Linked DNA regions of Mus musculus: region 1 is linked to region 2. A link is a contact called in public Hi-C data. All regions are on one chromosome and are shown on one strand. Each heading gives the region's core, a stretch centred on a gene start, on an enhancer-like site or on the middle of the called end of the contact. The rest is flanking DNA. Distances are from core to core; before and after follow the strand shown. Region 1 has its middle 61 kb from the start of 1700071K01Rik. Region 2 has its middle 100 kb from the start of Gm42084.

Region 1 (4,929 bases), core at 787-3,286, 150 kb after region 2:
TGACTTGAAAGGGGAGAGGAGGGCTGAGCTCTGGGGTGAATCCAAAGAAAAGAAGAGCTGAGCACAGGCATGTAGGCATTAGTTATTGCCCCCTACTTTTGGCTGTGAGGTGCTCCGACTAGACGCTTCAGGCTCTTCCCACTTTAACCTTCTCACATTGATGACTGGAACCTAGAACCACAGACCAAATAAGCACCCTGCTTTTGTCGAGGTATATATATTAATATATATGTGTGTGTGTGTGTGTGTGTGTGTGTGTGTGTATTAAATCACAGCAACAGGAAACAAAACTAAGACAGTCACTTGTCTGTGTCCTGGACCTGTAGTTATGCAGCACACTGTGACACCTTGGGGATCCAGGGGGATGTGACAGGTTCACTCACCTCAGAAGTCTGGGGTACAGAGGAAGACAGTTTAGACTCTCCTTTGCCACTTTTCCTCTGTCTAGAGTCTCAGACGACTGGATGGTGCTACTCTCATTCAGGGAGGGTGTTCCTCCCTAAGGTAATATTTTCTGGAAACATCCTCAGAGTTATAACGAGAGACACACTGTCTGAGACTCTTTGGTACTTCACACCCCAACCAAGACAGCAAGACCCATCAATACAATCAGCACTAAAAGTATCATCAGGTGAAATAAAAAAAAAAAACAAAATATTATTATTTATGGTTGCTAAAACCCGAAGTGTTTATAGTCCAAATATGCACTGAGTCTGTATGTTTTCAATGACATATTTTTATAAAAATGAAGCAAACATCTTACTAAATGGGGATATGTAGCCATGTTCACAGATTGATGGATTAAGCATATCAGTTTTTCACTCTAATTGATTTCTTTGAGATTACTGCAATTCCTAGTAAAACCCAAGAAAGATTTTTATAGATAAGGATAAATTATTCTAAAATAGGCACAGCAACTAGTGCAGTTTAAACAGCTTCAAGATAGTGAATTAAGCGGTAGGAATCAGTCTGCGTGACTAGTTGGTGGACAGCAGGGTCGTAGGTGTAGCTACTGAAAAAGAGAGCAGGGATCCGGGAGATGGTGGTGTGTGTGCCTCCTGTGGGGATGCAATGTCTCCCCCTGCAGTGCTGTGATGTGTGCTTCCTGCAGGGATGTCTTGGTCACAGTACAACCTTGAAAGACATTACTAAGAGGGAATGAGACATACAGGATCTGTCTTTTTTTTTTTTAACAGCTGTATATAAATCTGAAAGTGTCTCAAAAATTTAAAAACCCTCTAGATCTAATAAAAATTTTATAGAACTTCGAGCATGTGTATGCACACACACACACACACACACACACACATACACAGAGTGGGTGACATTTGAGTAAAGTCTATAATCAAGTTAATTGTATTGGTTAAGTTAAGTGCATTGTGCTGATGTCAATTTCCTGCTCTTGATAATATAACACATTGTGTAAAATGATTCGAGAAGCTGAGTGATAAGTATATGGGACTACTCTGTTAATTTTTGCAACTTCTTGTGAGTCTATAATTATTTCAAAAAAATTTTAAAGTTTTTTTTTTTTTTTTGTACTGAGAACAGAAAGGAAAGCATTTATTATCAGGCAGAGTGTGAAATTCCCACCCCAAGAGTTCCCTAAAAGCAGGTCTTGTAACTTTTCAGCAGATGTATTCTCCATATAGACCTCTGGGGTGGGTAGAGTGGTATTGTAACCTCAGGGGTCTTCCAGCTCAGCTCGCATGGAAATTGTGGGTGGGAGGCATCTGTCTTTCCTTCCTCTAGAGCCCAAACTGGTATAAGATGGAACTAGGACTCCAGGAGCCACAGGCTACTGCAGAGGGGAAGATGAAAGTATAAACCATATGCTTCAGTTATAGTCACGTCCATATTTGGGGTCTGGTTCTGCTCCTTCTTGCAAAGGGCTGCTTCGTGTCAGGAATTAGAAAAATAAAAGGGGCATGGCAAAAGAGTGGGTCCGAAGATACAGCCTCCGTTCTCCTGCACAGACCGTTCTGGGAACGGTGGTATTGTGAGGCAGATGGGGACACATCATTCTGGCAGGGCGTGGCAGAATTCCCAGAACAGTGTGCACGCACACGTGTGCATATGTGTTGTGCATGCGCAGGACTCATTAACTCATCCCATAATAGAAGGGCCTCATCTGCTTGTCCATCTGGGAAATGAGGAAGCTGCCAACCAACGTTCCTGTTACCCTAGGTCCAACTGGCTTCCAGCAGGAACTGGAATATGGGGTAGTGGGTCTATCTAGTATTTAGGTCTTAAAACAACAGGATCAGAAAGTAAAAAATGTGGAGGAAGGCAGAGGATGCTCTCAGGGTCTGATGTGAGGCAAGAAAGAAGAAAGGGATGTGTGGTCCTGCTGGAGTCTTTCTGGGAGTGCTGGCTGGGCAATGTAAGCAGAGTCTAGTACTCTGGGGTCCACTTTAAACTCCTGTACAGTTTCATTAGCCATAGTGAACACACTGAGGAGCAGTCATGTCATGGTGGGGTGTCAAGCTCCTAGTAGCCCCTTGGGTAGCTCCTCTCCTTTCCTCTAGCTTACAGTGGAGTGAGCAGGTTCAGAAAGGCTCCTGTCTGGTATGAAATTGGGCATATGAGGTAGAGTAGATCCCAGAACAACCCAGATCCAGAGCTCATGTTGTCAACCACAGCTTGAAAGTTTCTTTCTGCTACTTCCTTTCTTGCTGACACATGTAGAGAGATCTGGGGCCAGTCATCTGTCAGCTCTGGGGCTAATTCAAGGTGTGATGCTGATGGCTGGTGAATCTTCTCCCTGCCCTCAGGGAGACTGCCCCCTTGGCAGCCAGGGGAAATGCCATCCATGGAGAAAGGACATATGACTTCATAAATTCTCCCATGCATGCCTCCAGTGATGCCGTGCAGTGACTAGGAAGAGTAAGACCACATGCTGGGAGCTAGAACATAGACTGATAAGGCTGAAGGCGGTCAGAAGCTGGTGTCTAAGAGGCTGGGAATGGAGCCTTGTGATAGGGCTCCGTGGTGACTGTCTTGGTGTATATGAAGACCCATGTTTCATACCTAGCCCTGCAAACACCGAAACTCTAAAAGTAAGAACTAAATCCCAACCCTGCCAGTTCCTAGTCAGATATCCTTGGCAAGGGTTTATCTTGGTGGCCTTTCTGGAGTGGAAAAAGGAAAATAATACCTTTGGTTCCAGGGGGCTCAGCAAGTATAGAATGAAGGTGTTAGACTGCAAAAGACTTCAGGCCTTAAGCTTTATTTAGTGAATGAGACCCTTGCTATTATTATTCCTGGAGAGGGGGAAGCCAGAGGATTGAATGAGATGAAAAGTTCTCTAGCCTCTTCCCCTGCTTTGAGTCAGGGGGGAAAAAAAAGGCTTTCTAAATCCTGTGTTCTGCTTCAGCACTACCTAAGCAGTGTGACCTCCTGCTTAGGTGACCTCCTGCTTAGGTGTTTAGCACAGCCCTACCCAACTCTGGTGCCTCTCCTGTATCCCCCCCTCTTCATGGTGTTTGAGATAACCACATAAAATAATGTATAACACCCTAAAAACGTAAGGAGCTTGCCACATGTGAAGGAAATCATGTGATTTCCTTCAGTCGAGAGAACAATGCCTCCACGAAATTGCAGAATCTTCGGTCTCCTGCAGTGAGTGTTTGCACCCCAGCTGTACAGAAGAAAAGTCAGGCCAGTCACACCTGATCCTTGCCACCTGGCTGCAGGCTTGCCTGTGGTCTTCTGTCTCGGGTATTTGGAATTGTTCTTTCAGCAGCTTGTAGAAGTTTAAGAAAACTGCAGATTGCTTTGGCTACCTTCCCAGTCTTTTAGGCAGGAGCTATTTGCTTAATTTTGGAACTTGTGATATGGAAGGAGGTACATAGAATCCAGAACTGGCCAGCGGAGGCCAGGATTCAGATCTCCCACTTACTGGTAGGAACCCCCTTCACAATTTAAAAATGGAACCTCTACATGTGGTAGAATTCCAGATGTATTCAGCTATTCACAGGGAAATCCATGAAAATAGTTTCATATGTTTCAAACAGAGAGAGAAAAGAAAGAAATCTAGAAGGCAAGATTATTTCCCATTTTACAGATGAGGGATCTAGGATCTAGGAGGTAGAGGGCTCTGGGTAGGTGGCTCAGCTGGTAGAGGATTTGCCTTGCAAGTGTGAGGTCCTAGCACCCACATGGGAAAAAAAAAACAAATTTGCATGATGGCTCACTTGTAATCAGGTAGGGATAGGAGGAATCTCATTCATTGGTCAATAGACTAGCTTACTGGTTGAAGCCCAGGTCCCAGTGAAAGACCTCATTTTAAAAACAATGTGGATTGAGGCTGAGAAAAAAAAATGCCTCAGCAATGAAAAGACTTGGATTGCCTTGCAGAGAACTTGAGTGTGACTCTCCTTGCCTTTAGGGATCATAGGCTGTGGGCAGTGGGAGCAGAGAGGAGGAAAAAGAGGTGGGGCTCAAAGCCCTGAGAGTACCTGTTGTGAAAGATCATATCAGCTGCAGGGAGTCAGATCAACTTTACTTGGAGTGACTCAAGGCTGCTTATATAATTTGGGAGACTGGGGGTACGAATATCTAGGATGGGCAAAGGTCGAAGGTTAAAGGCTTAGGGTACAGAAATGTCTCCTTAACATGGGGAAGCGTTTCAGGAATCTCAGGTGCTAGACGAACAGGTTCTTATCCAGAGAAAGGAAGTTGATCCTTAGTCTAGTAAGTAGAGGGTGTGGGTGGAAGGTTTCAATTCCCCAGGCAAGGTCTGAGAATGTATGTAAGCAGAAGTGAAGCTGGGCTTGTCTCCTTTGGAACATAATTCTGAGCAGCCCTTCCTCCCTTCAGAGCTTCTGGGCTAAGAAAGACAAGCAGGGTGCTGTGGCTGTCTTGGCATGGCTTCCTGGAGCTAAGCTGCCATCAGTAACTTGCTCCGGACCTGGAAGAAATAAAATC
Region 2 (4,774 bases), core at 1,801-4,300:
TATTGCATTTGCCAGCAAGATTTTGCTGAAGGGACCCTAATATAGCTGTCTCTTGTGAGGCTATGCCAGTGCCTGGCAAATACAGATGTATATGCTCACAGTCATCTATAGGATGGAACACAGGGCCCCCAATGGAGGAGCTAGAGAAAGTACTCAAGGAGCCGAAGGGGTCTGCAACCCTATAGGTGGAACAACAATATGAACTAACCAGTACCCCCAGAGCTGTGTCTCTAGCTGCATATGTAGCAGAAGATGGCCTAGTCAGCCATCATTGTGAAGAGAGGCCCCTTGGACTTGCAAACTTTATATTCCCCAGTACAGGGGAACGCCAGGGCCAAGAAGTGGGAGTGGGTGGGTAGTGGATCAGGGTTGGGGGGAGGGTATAGGGGACTTTCGGAATAGCATTTGAAATGTAAATAAAGAAAATATCTAATAAAATCTTTATTTTTTTTAAAGAAGGAGTTCTTCTGAATGATATAAAGGTCAATGCTATGGAAGACTGTCCCAAGGTCTTCCTTCTTCATGGCTTCATCTCTCTGCAGACTGATGTCTGTTGCGTGGGAGGCCAGAAAAGTGTCTTTAAGGCAGAGACTGGCCTTGAACAAGATGGTGAAGGTGTCCAGAAGGGATGGTTTTATATTTCTATGACTTCCAGGAACAGGGAGGTGACTTTTATACACACATGTCCTATTAAGAAGTCTGGTAGAGGATACAGGACTTAATCTGAGCAACAACAGGGCAAATGGGATTCATTCTAGAGAGGCAGACAGGTCAATGAAGAGGTGACACAGACATTCCGGGCAACCTGCAGATCCTGGCAGATGGGGATTCCGGGGAGTTCTTCACTGACCTTGCTTTAAAAGGTACTTGTATATGTTACCTACCAACCTGAGGGTCCAGCACAGCTGCCTTCATCTTGAAACATATCTGACTTCCTAACTCTGATAGAAGGCAAGGACAATCACCCAGCCCTCCAGGTTTCCAGCTGACTCTAGCTACAAATTTCCAAACACTCAGGGGTCTATGTTATAATCCCAGCCACACCCCTGAAATCAACTTGTTTTACGGTCCAGATGTTCTCCTCCTGCAGAATTGGCTTTGTATGGACTCCTGAGAAACTCCTGAGACTTCTCCATTCTTGGGCCATCCAAGTAGAGCAATCCTAGATTGGTTTCTTGCCTGCTTGGGGGAGGGGGGGGGAGGTGTCTGGGCTTCACACATCACTCTTTTATTTCATAAATCTAAAGTGAGTCTCTCACCCTAGAATTGTAAAAATGGAAAAATTGCAATACTGCTCTGTACTTCCTTTATGACCCCAGGAAGGCAGGCTCAGGAGATGTTGCTTTCCTGGGGAAGCCCTGCCAATAAACTCGCATGAGTCAGCTCGAGCCGAAGCCTTGCAAGTCCCACAGCCTTCCTAGGCCTCAGCTTCCTGTGGGTACCCTCATAAAGTAATTGGAAGAACGAAGAAAGACTGTGGGCACAGACATGGTCATAAAGGGGCCAGGGCTGAGAAAATGGTGGTGGTGATGAGAATAAAATTGAAATTTAAAATTGTGATGAGAACTGGGGCCATTAAAGGCAAGCCTATGTTTCTAACCCAGGGCGGCAGCTGAAGTTACCAGCAATCAAATCAACAGAGCCCACCTCCAACAGAGGAGTCAGCCTACCCTACCTCATTCTTCCTCTGGCAGCAGTGGATGGGGTGGTCAGAGATGATCCAGGATCCAGGGTCCTCGGGGGAAATTACCCAAGAAATTGGATCACTTCACGGAGGCAAACAGCAGTTTTGTGGCTAGCAGATGCCTTGAGCACAGCCTCCTGGTCATAAGCATTCAGGTCGCTGGCCTGTGTTCTGTCACCTTTACTACAGCTGTTGCAACCACTGCCTGCCAGTGTCTCCCTTCTTCTTCCACCTCCACCACTTTCTCCTCCTCCATTACCACTCCATGCCCTCCTTCTCCACCGTCTCTTTCTCTTCTTCTTTTCCTTTCTTTTCTCCCTTTTCTCGTCCTCCTCTCCTCCCACTTCCCTGTTTCCAGATCTTCCATCACTGCCCCTAGAAGCAGTGAGCAGTTCGGGGAGGATAGAAGTCACCAGGACACTTTTCAGAAAGGACATCTGACTGATCTCAGTTCTAACCCTTGCTTAGCCACCAACATGGTCTGTACGTTTGAGAACGCCACAAGCCTTTCCTGCCTCTCAGTTTCTTCCTCGGTTAAGCAGAGTTAATCCCTAAAGACAGGACTCCACACTCCAGGATGAGGATGCACATTGGGACTGAATTTACAGCAGACCCACTTCACTGATCGATGAATTCAAAGAACTTGGGATAAAAAAGATAACATTACAGAGATGCCAGCGACAGCCCCGTGACCTCATCCCTTCTCCTATCTTCATCACCAGAAAAGGGGCAGTTACAGAACTAGGGAGGACGTTTTGTGCAGCCCCTCAGCCTTGGGATAATTTCTGATGTGCTGGGCAACCAAGGAAACCAGAAAAATAATGGTGAGCACTTGCATTAGCTAAGCACTGGGCTCTGCCAGCCATTGCTGCATTTCTAAGATTTCAGAATTGCTTTCTCAAAGCATTCTCATAGCAATAGTCAACACTTTCTGTTCTCCTGGGCATGCTTGTCTGGCACTACCCATGCCTTTTAGCTGGGATCTAAACAGTCCTAACCGAATACCAGGAGGCTGCTTTCCCCTACCTGGACACTGCTGTTGATTCAGCCTTGAACTTTGTTAGTGCTATTTTGAACGCAGGCATTGCTTCCTGCTCCTAGTGACAGCTGGGCTCCTGTCCAGCTCCTCTGCCACTCCCCCTAGATGTTTCCTTATCATTACTGCAAATCAGCTCTCCTCATCCTGTCCTTGTGATTGATTTCTGGGCTCACTGTGTAGAACTTGACATTTATCTCTGCTAAATTTCATCTTGTTGGTTCAGGTCCATTGTTCCTAGCTGTCACGAGAGCTTGAATCTACCATATTAGCCTTCTTCACCAGCTTTGTGTGGGGGCCTGGAGGCGGAGGGTGGAGTTAGCGATGCCAGAGCAGGGGTGGGTGGGTGTTGCTGCCATCAGGTTCTGTTTGGGGAGGATGAGATATAGAGGAAGTGACTGACCAAGGGCTGTTAATACGGCATATTTAATAGATGCTGACAGTTTGGACAGTCATTTTGATGTGGAGGTAGGGCATAACTGCAGTGAGCCTACATAGGTATAATCTGAGATTTGTGTGGGTTCAGGCATCAAGAATAGATCCCAGCCATAGGCTGAGAAGGAGCCAGCTCTCCAAAGAAAGTAACCAGTTCTCTAAAGGAGGAATGTAGTGGGGGTCTCGGAGACTTCTAACAAAGATTCCTCCCTCCTTCCTCTGTCTCACCCAATAAGGTACCAAGACATTCTGGTTCCATCAACCATCTTGCAGTGCAATTTTCCATACCTTTGTAGGTGTTTTCTCCAACTTAAGCTGACAGATCCCCTTGCACACGTAATCCAGTTTCATATGATATTCAGGTCTGTTCACATTCTAATCTGCCTATATCCTACTTAAACCCTTCATGTTCATTGTTGTTCATACAAATTATATATCTCTCTGTGTATTACAAAGATAGCCCCAGGGATCTGGCTTCTGCTTCCTCCACTTCCTTCTTGGATAAGGGCTGAAGCTCCATCCATGCAGATCACTCAGCTTTCCAATACCCTGATGTCTCTGTGCAGGGATGTACACTCTGTTCTCCCTCATCTGTAAGCTCTTGTTACTTTGAATGGCCAAGCCCAGGGTAAGAAAAGAACTCTTGGAGAACAATGTCTAGATCTACAACTGCTCTAATCCTGAGGCTAGTGGCCATGATAGCCAATGGTTTGTTAGCTTGCGCTTCTCTTTTAGATTGAATATTTGTTTGCCCCTTCACTAGACTTCTAGCATCTTAGAAAAGGCACTCCCCCGTCCCACTTATCTCTTTATGAAATAAGTGCTAAAAAAGTTCTTGATGAAATGGAAATAAACATGAGGTCTGGAGTCGATCTAGAGTATCAGATCTACAGATACAGGGTACAGAAGAGGCTGGACAAAGAACTAAGTCAGTAGTAGATGTATGTGTAAGAGAGAGAGAGACAGAGAGACAGAGAGAGACAGAGAGACACAGAGAGAGACAGAGAGACACAGAGAGACACAGAGAGACAGAGAGAGAAACAGAAACTCCTCCTAAAAACCTGTCTCAGACATCAATCAATCAATCAATACATATGAATCCAATCCTCTTAGTCGACACTAATTATGTATGTGCATACACAAAATCTAGTTGTGTCATATACAAACACAACTAATTGAGCTATATAGAAAAAATTAGGCTTTGGGGCTAATTTACCAGGTTTGTCCCTGCCATTTGATAGTCACCTGCTCATTGATTTCTCCAGCCTTCAATTTTCTCAGGTGTAAAATGGAGATATTGATCTTCATCTCTGAGATAATGTAGATATAGGAAAAACACCTCACCCATTGCCTCCCACACAGCAGATACTCAATAACTAATACGAGCTTGGTTATGGTCACCATTTACAGAGGAAACGCATGCTCAGAACACCATCTGAGAAGAGGATGGGCTTCTTGGAGAAAGTCCTATCATCATTAGGAAGATAGCTCAGTGGTTAAAGGTGTTTATTGGTCTTGCAGAGGGCCCAGGTTCAGTCTCCAGCACATCAGGTGGCTAACAGCCACCTGTAATTATGGTTCTGCGGAAATCCAGTGCCCTCTGCTGGCCTCTGTGGGTA

The links. Hi-C and Micro-C count contacts between places; a contact is called where the count stands out from the background.
Region 1: a Hi-C map of cortical neurons shows a contact between it and region 2, with 1.6 times the contacts expected there. The contact joins two enhancer-like sites. A contact is called at or near these places in 1 of 15 datasets of contacts at CTCF or cohesin (hippocampal excitatory neurons) and 6 of 484 Hi-C or Micro-C datasets (cerebral cortex, cortical neurons, frontal cortex and 3 more).

The regions. Positions count from the first base shown.
Region 1 is chr11:81,510,550-81,515,478 of GRCm38.p6, forward strand. It overlaps a transcript of Asic2 not described here. Among named protein-coding and RNA genes, the nearest start is that of 1700071K01Rik, 61 kb to the right of the region's middle. Within about 2 kb of position 2,037, at least 16 of the 459 cell types and tissues checked have an H3K27ac peak or open chromatin away from gene starts, as enhancers often do. A contact at or near this core is called in cortical neurons, where this site is marked.
Region 2 is chr11:81,359,876-81,364,649 of GRCm38.p6, forward strand. It overlaps a transcript of Asic2 not described here. Among named protein-coding and RNA genes, the nearest start is that of Gm42084, 100 kb to the left of the region's middle. Within about 2 kb of position 3,051, at least 9 of the 459 cell types and tissues checked have an H3K27ac peak or open chromatin away from gene starts, as enhancers often do. A contact at or near this core is called in cortical neurons, where this site is marked.